Regions from separate parts of the Rattus norvegicus genome. Here region 1 is linked to region 2. A link is a contact called in public Hi-C data. All regions are on one chromosome and are shown on one strand. Each heading gives the region's core, a stretch centred on a gene start, on an enhancer-like site or on the middle of the called end of the contact. The rest is flanking DNA. Distances are from core to core; before and after follow the strand shown. Region 1 has its middle 14 kb from the start of Rplp0l1. Region 2 has its middle 66 kb from the start of Rplp0l1.

What was found. Hi-C and Micro-C count contacts between places; a contact is called where the count stands out from the background.
Region 1: a Hi-C map of liver shows a contact between it and region 2, with 4 times the contacts expected there. The contact joins two enhancer-like sites. A contact is called at or near these places in 5 of 12 Hi-C or Micro-C datasets (the Rat2 cell line, kidney, liver and 1 more).

What each region holds. Positions count from the first base shown.
Region 1 is chr2:194,622,740-194,625,795 of GRCr8, reverse strand. No RefSeq gene overlaps it. Among named protein-coding and RNA genes, the nearest start is that of Rplp0l1, 14 kb to the right of the region's middle. Within about 2 kb of position 1,430, at least 47 of the 93 cell types and tissues checked have an H3K27ac peak or open chromatin away from gene starts, as enhancers often do. A contact at or near this core is called in liver, where this site is marked.
Region 2 is chr2:194,542,445-194,545,372 of GRCr8, reverse strand. No RefSeq gene overlaps it. Among named protein-coding and RNA genes, the nearest start is that of Rplp0l1, 66 kb to the left of the region's middle. Within about 2 kb of position 1,537, at least 22 of the 93 cell types and tissues checked have an H3K27ac peak or open chromatin away from gene starts, as enhancers often do. A contact at or near this core is called in liver, where this site is marked.

The sequences.
Region 1 (3,056 bases), core at 181-2,680, 81 kb before region 2:
ATGACGTTGTAATAGGATTTGAGATGGGCTATTTCTGATACTGCCAGCATTTTCCTCTTTCTGACAAGGATTGCTTGAGATATCAGGGTCTTTTGTCCTTGTAGCTAAACTGCTGACCTACCAAAAGAGTAAGAACAAAACTCTGAAAACGAAATCTCTTTCTCTCTTCTCTCTCTCGCTTGCTCGCTTGCTCATTTTGTTTGCTTGGTTACTTGCTTCCTTACCAAAAAACCAAAACAACAAAGAAAGCAAAACTAAACCTTTCTCAGTTCGGGAGCCCGTCCCCTTTTCTTTATATTGGATATTCCCTATTTTCTGGGTCCCTTTAGCTTAGAATTTCTTCAGAATAAAATAACTTGGAGCTCATTTTAAGCAATCATCTTCGTATGTCCATCCAGCTACTTGTTAACAATTAGTCCAGGGTGTGTGTTCATGCCCGGGCCGGGCAGCTGATTCAAAAAGCTCTGCCGAACCCCGGCTCTCCTGAGAAGGGGCCGCCGCACAGCAAAACTCTACACAAGTTAGTGGAACCTGACTAACTTGCAGTAGGGGACGAAGAGGTTGGAGTCTGAGATGCAAGGTGAACTGCAGTTTTCTCCTTACGTGTGCTCTTCGGATCCAGATATTAGAATGTAAAGGCAGTTACAAGATCACTGTAATTCTAAGTCGTGGAGAAATCCTGTCTTTTTAAGAGGCCTCATCATTCAACCCTTGAATATCCCATCAGCAATAGCAAAAGAGCAGGCGAAAAAACCGTTGAGGTTCTTTCAAAAGGTGCTTTTTTGTTCCAAGGCATCTCTTTTTTTCCTATGTGGAGGCTAATTTTAAGAGTCTGCTACACAACGGTTTGAACGAGAACTGGCCTCCAGGTGGCGCTTCAGCACAGAGAAAGGAGGCAGAGGGCGCTACCCAGGCCACCATTGCTCAGGGATGCCCTTACATAAGGGGATTCACGGGAAATCCGGCTTCTTTGGTTGCACAATGGAGGAGAGGCCTGGCCTTTGTCATGGCTCAGACTCTAACTCAAAATCTTTCCGGGGCGGTGCAGGGCTCGAAAGTTCTAGGCCTCTGCCAGGATGAAGTCCAGGGCAGCTTGGCCTGAGGGAGAGGCCAGAGCTCCAGGCTTTGTCCTCGGAGGCTGGACTCCATGCTCTGGGCTCCCAGCCCAGGATGAGATCGCATCTTGGCCCTCAGAGGTCTCAAGACAATACGTTCTGATCCAAGGCTGTAGAGCCCTCTTCTTTGCTTCTCCCTCTCCTTCATCCCCTCCTCCTCTCTCCACACCCCATTCTCACCTTATGCTTTTTACAAATCAATTTCCCAGTGTGATCTCATTTGCAGCTCCTACTCCCAGGGTGGAGGGGCAGGTTGGGGCCATCCCTGTACTCTAAGCCTTGAGAAGGTCCCTTCCGGTGCCTGTCACCACTAGCAAATACTGAGCAGCTTGGGCAAACATTGAATTCAACTTGGTGGTTTGAGAGCTTGGCACTGAGGAGTGCTCGAAACTATTTCCAGCATGAAGAAATATTTACAGATGAGAAGCTGGTTGGAGGAACAGTGGGTTCGCAGACTGTTATTCTAGAGGTCAGGGCCTCAGATACTAGAACCACCCACAAGGCTGCACGAGGCACTAGTTACAGCAGTTGCAGTTAACTTCTGCAGGCAGACGAACAGCGTGCAGAAACCTGTTTTGGTGCCTGGCAGACACCATAAACCATCTCCAGGTTAGGCCCTGAAGTACCTGTCTATAAGGGGACATGTGACAATATGGACAAAACCGAATGAGTGGTGGTTGAGGTCTCGTTTTAAGCACGGGGTAGAGAGGGTCAATGACTCTACTTATCAAAAGCCTTCTGTCACACTGAGAATGCCCTGGAGTGGGAGTGTCCTTGTAGCTATTACCTATCCTGGTCTCATTGGATCACAGGCCCGCTCTTTCTTTGGGTTTTGTTTGAATGTGCACGTTTCAGGCTTTTTGGGACTTAGGCAGACTAACTGGGTTCCAGCCCCAGCTCTGTCTTTCACTTGCTGGCTGGTGTTGCAGGGGTCATTTTGCCTCTTTATGCCTGCTTCTCATCTGTTTGAGTGGTGATATGATAATAAGTATATTAACTAAAATTTCAGGAGCTAACACACAGAAAAATGTATGTGTGCATGTGTGTGTTCATGTTTGCGTGCACTCACACATGCTTTACCACTGAGTCCCCTGCCCCATGCCTCAGCTGTCTTTCCGTAGTTATCTGGTACTTGAGAACTGGTTCGACTCACCCAGGGGTGGGGTGGGGGCCTCATCAAAATTGTGTAAGATTTCCTCAGATCAGCTGCCAGACTCCCGCCTTTCTCCCATTCAGTTACAACGTTCTCGTGGTCTAAGTGGGAAAGGAAGCCACTAGAAACAGACTGGTTTTGTGTTGTTTTTCTGACAGAGGCACTGACATCTTCATCTTCAGCCTCTCCAGGGGTCCAGCTGGAGTTCAAAGGCTCTCTTCTCAGTACTCAGGCTCACTTGTTCAGTGCAAACTCACTGCAGACAGGAAGGAAGGGACCTTTCAGATGATCCCACTAATTAGTGCAGAATAGTTTATCTGGACAAGATCCTGTGGGATGCAAAGCTATCCCCTAAGTCTTCTGACCAAGCATGGAAATCACCAAGGAAATGTGATCAGCTTGAAAGAAAGGGGGTGGGTAGAGAGAAGAAACCATGGCTGCTTGCTATCAGCCAGAAGCATCGTTTCCGATGGCTTAGGGTTCCGTTGCTCAGGCCAGGTGGAAAACCTTGCCACTGCTCTGGGTCTCCAGTTGCCTGCCCAGGAGTCATGTTCTGTGGGGGAGTTCATTGTCTGCTTCATAGCCTCCTAGGTACTGTTCTTTATGGCTCAAGACCAGCCGGCTCGCTGGGCCTTCGTGTAGAGTGTAGGCCTGAATAGGAGAAAAGCACGGCTGGGGAGAGCAGTCTTCAGAATGCGCACCTCCCCCCACCCCCACCCCGTCCTGGCTTTTATAGCTCAAGTTGGTGGGGAACTTACTGTATAGCTGAAGATGACCTTGAACTGATC
Region 2 (2,928 bases), core at 288-2,787:
AGATGGGCCGAGGTTGGATCCCACAGGAGGAAGGGATGGAGATGGAGCTGTCGTTCTCCTGCATGTCAGAACTGGTCCTCTTGGTGCTGTTGGACTTCTGGCAACCCACCAACCGGAAGTGCAGAACAGGTAATCCCATAGCGTCTTTCACGTCTAATCTCCCAGAAAACACTAGAAGTTTTTGAAAGCTGTTAAGCATTATTAAAAGAGGAAAACCCACAGGCCCAGCATACACTGTGTTAATTTAAGGTTCATGACTCCATTACCCAGGACCTGTAGACAGAAAGAAGGCAGATCTAAGACACAGAAGAGTATCTTTTTAATGCCAGGTCATTGGGCTATGGAGTGTGCCAAATTATCTTGTAAATGGTAACATCAAGTATGCAACAGGGCAAGCCACCCCAGAGGTCACAGGAGAGGAAGATCCCAGGTCAGTAATACGCTCTACTATGTCCACTTAACACCTAGCGCAAGAAGAAAGGAAAGGAAGGGCCACTTCCTTAGGTGGGGTTTTAAGTGGGGAGGAGAGGCTACCTCCTCATTCCTGGTGTGTGGAATGCTTGTCTTCCTTCTCTTAGCCTCTCTCAATGATGAGGAACAGTTCAGATGGCCAGCCCTGGGGCAGGTAATTGTATGTGTCAACTTACTTAGGTCACAATATGCAGCTGTTTGATTTTTTATTCTAGATTTTTTTGAGAGGGTATATTAAGGGCAGGATTCATGAAAACCAGTGGAGGTTTGCCTAAAGCAGTTTTCTCTCTGTAATGGAAGTGGGCATCATCCAAGTAGTGGAAGTGAGTCCAAGGACAGTCTATGGCCAGAACACCAAACTCTTCCCAGTATGCCCCCTACCCTGCAGGTTTTAGATTTTACAACCATATGAGCCCCAACCTACACCCTAGCACCCACCAGCTACACCCCACCACCCACTCACTACCTCCACCCCACCTATATCCTACCGCCCACCATCTATCTCTGTACTTTTTTCTTTTGTGAGACAGGGCTGGAACTCATTGTTATAACCCAGGCTGCTCTTGAAGTCACAACAATCCTACTGCCTCAGCCTCCGGAGTGCTAACATTAGGTGTGAGCCACCATAGCCATTTCCTTTGATGCCCATTCCTCCTTACTTCTCCCTAAGTATCAGGATGACTCTGACCCATGCACCCTTTCAGCAGCCAAGGTGTTCAAGAGTCGGGTATTAAATTCAGACAGAGAGGGTGGGTACCCACTCTTTCATTGATACGTGACAGCAATGGGAACTCCTACCCAGGGACTCTTCCCTGGAGACCTAGGCACAGATGTCAGCTAAAATGAGACCAGAAGAGTTATCTGTCAGGCGGCTGGTTCAGAGAAACGTCCCTGGCAAATACGACAAATGTAATTTTTTGTTTTTCTTTTTAAACTTACTTTACATGTGTGTGTCTTGCCTGCCTGCATGTGTGTGTGCCATGTGTGATTCTGGATCCTGCCAAGGTCAGAAGAGAGTGTTGGATCTCCGGGAACTGAAGTTACAGATGGTTGTGAGTCACCATGTGGGAGCTGGGATGCAAACCAGAGTCCTCTGCAAGAGCAACAAGTGCTCTTACCCATGGGACTGTCTCCCATGTCCTATGTTTTCAAACCCACCTCTTTAGGCTAGCTCTTTTCTCTGTTATGTGTCCTGGAGCTTAGAATGAAAAGGAAAAGGAGCAGATAGTGGTTGGTCCTTAGTCCTGTAGTCGCCTAATGTAAGACTCATTTCCATGACTGAGAGGATTTAGGCTCAAAGAGGCTAGGGGGCATCTGGGCTCAGAAACACGTGGGCTACTTTGATTGCTTCCCCTCCACTGGTGCAGCGTATGGGCTGTCCCTCTACCCCCACACTGATGCTCTTAGCCCACGCTCCCATCGCCTGATTCCCCATCTCTCTCCCTTGCTGCCTGTGGTTTATTTGAGGTCAAGGCTGGGTTTGACTCACACCCTGGCACAGTAGTCAGCATTCAAGAAAATATTTGTGGAATGAGTAAATCGATGACCAGCACCCAGCCAACCTGGAATGAGAGAAAAGGCAGATCAGAGAGCTGAGAGCCTCCGGCAGAGTCAAAGCCAACTGTGGGGCAGTCAGCAAAGGAGGCCACGCAGCTAGTGGGTACTTTCCTGAACTCTCAGGCTTCTGTATGAACTCAGGGCCCGCCTCTATTAGAAGTAAACATTTTTAACTCCTCCACAGAGAGGCAGACAATCTTATTAAACACCCACATGTCAGATTTCAAATATTTACACATTATCTTGCCATGGAACATGTTTTCCACCAGCAGAACTAGTGAGACTCCATTCTAGTATGCACACCGTTGCCAGACCGAGCTCTCCAAAACCTGTGCACAAGCTGCTTGCTAGCACAGTGTCTGTCGACTTGCTGCTCGCGGCCACCGTGTTTCCGAGACTCTGATAGAAGCCCCTGGCCTTCTTTATAGATTTGCATGTGATTATAGGGGCAAGGGATTTTGCACATGCCCCACCCCCACCTCTGGCACGGTTCCTCTGTACCTCAGATAAACTATTCCCCTAGTTCCCTCTCCTCCCTCCCTTTCCGTTCTTTCCTTCCTGGCCCTGGGCAACCCTTTCCCCCACTCCTTTCCTGACTCTGCTCTTTTTCCCACACCTCAGACACACCTTGTGTATTCCCACCTTTGAACTTGAGAGTTGAGGTACTGAAGATCCTTTAAGGTGCCCTGGGGACAGGAGCAGGGTTCTCACAGCCCACGCACAGCCAGGGCAATAAAAGTTGAGGGAACAGCCACAACACGTTCTGCAGCACAGAGGCAGCCCCGCCCACCAGGAGCTCTGGGCAGCCACTGAGGCTTCTGACTTAATACTATGTCTTCACCTTACTCCCTAGGCCCTTCATGGCTCAGACTTCCACAAAGATTTGGTCCTAGGAGAGTG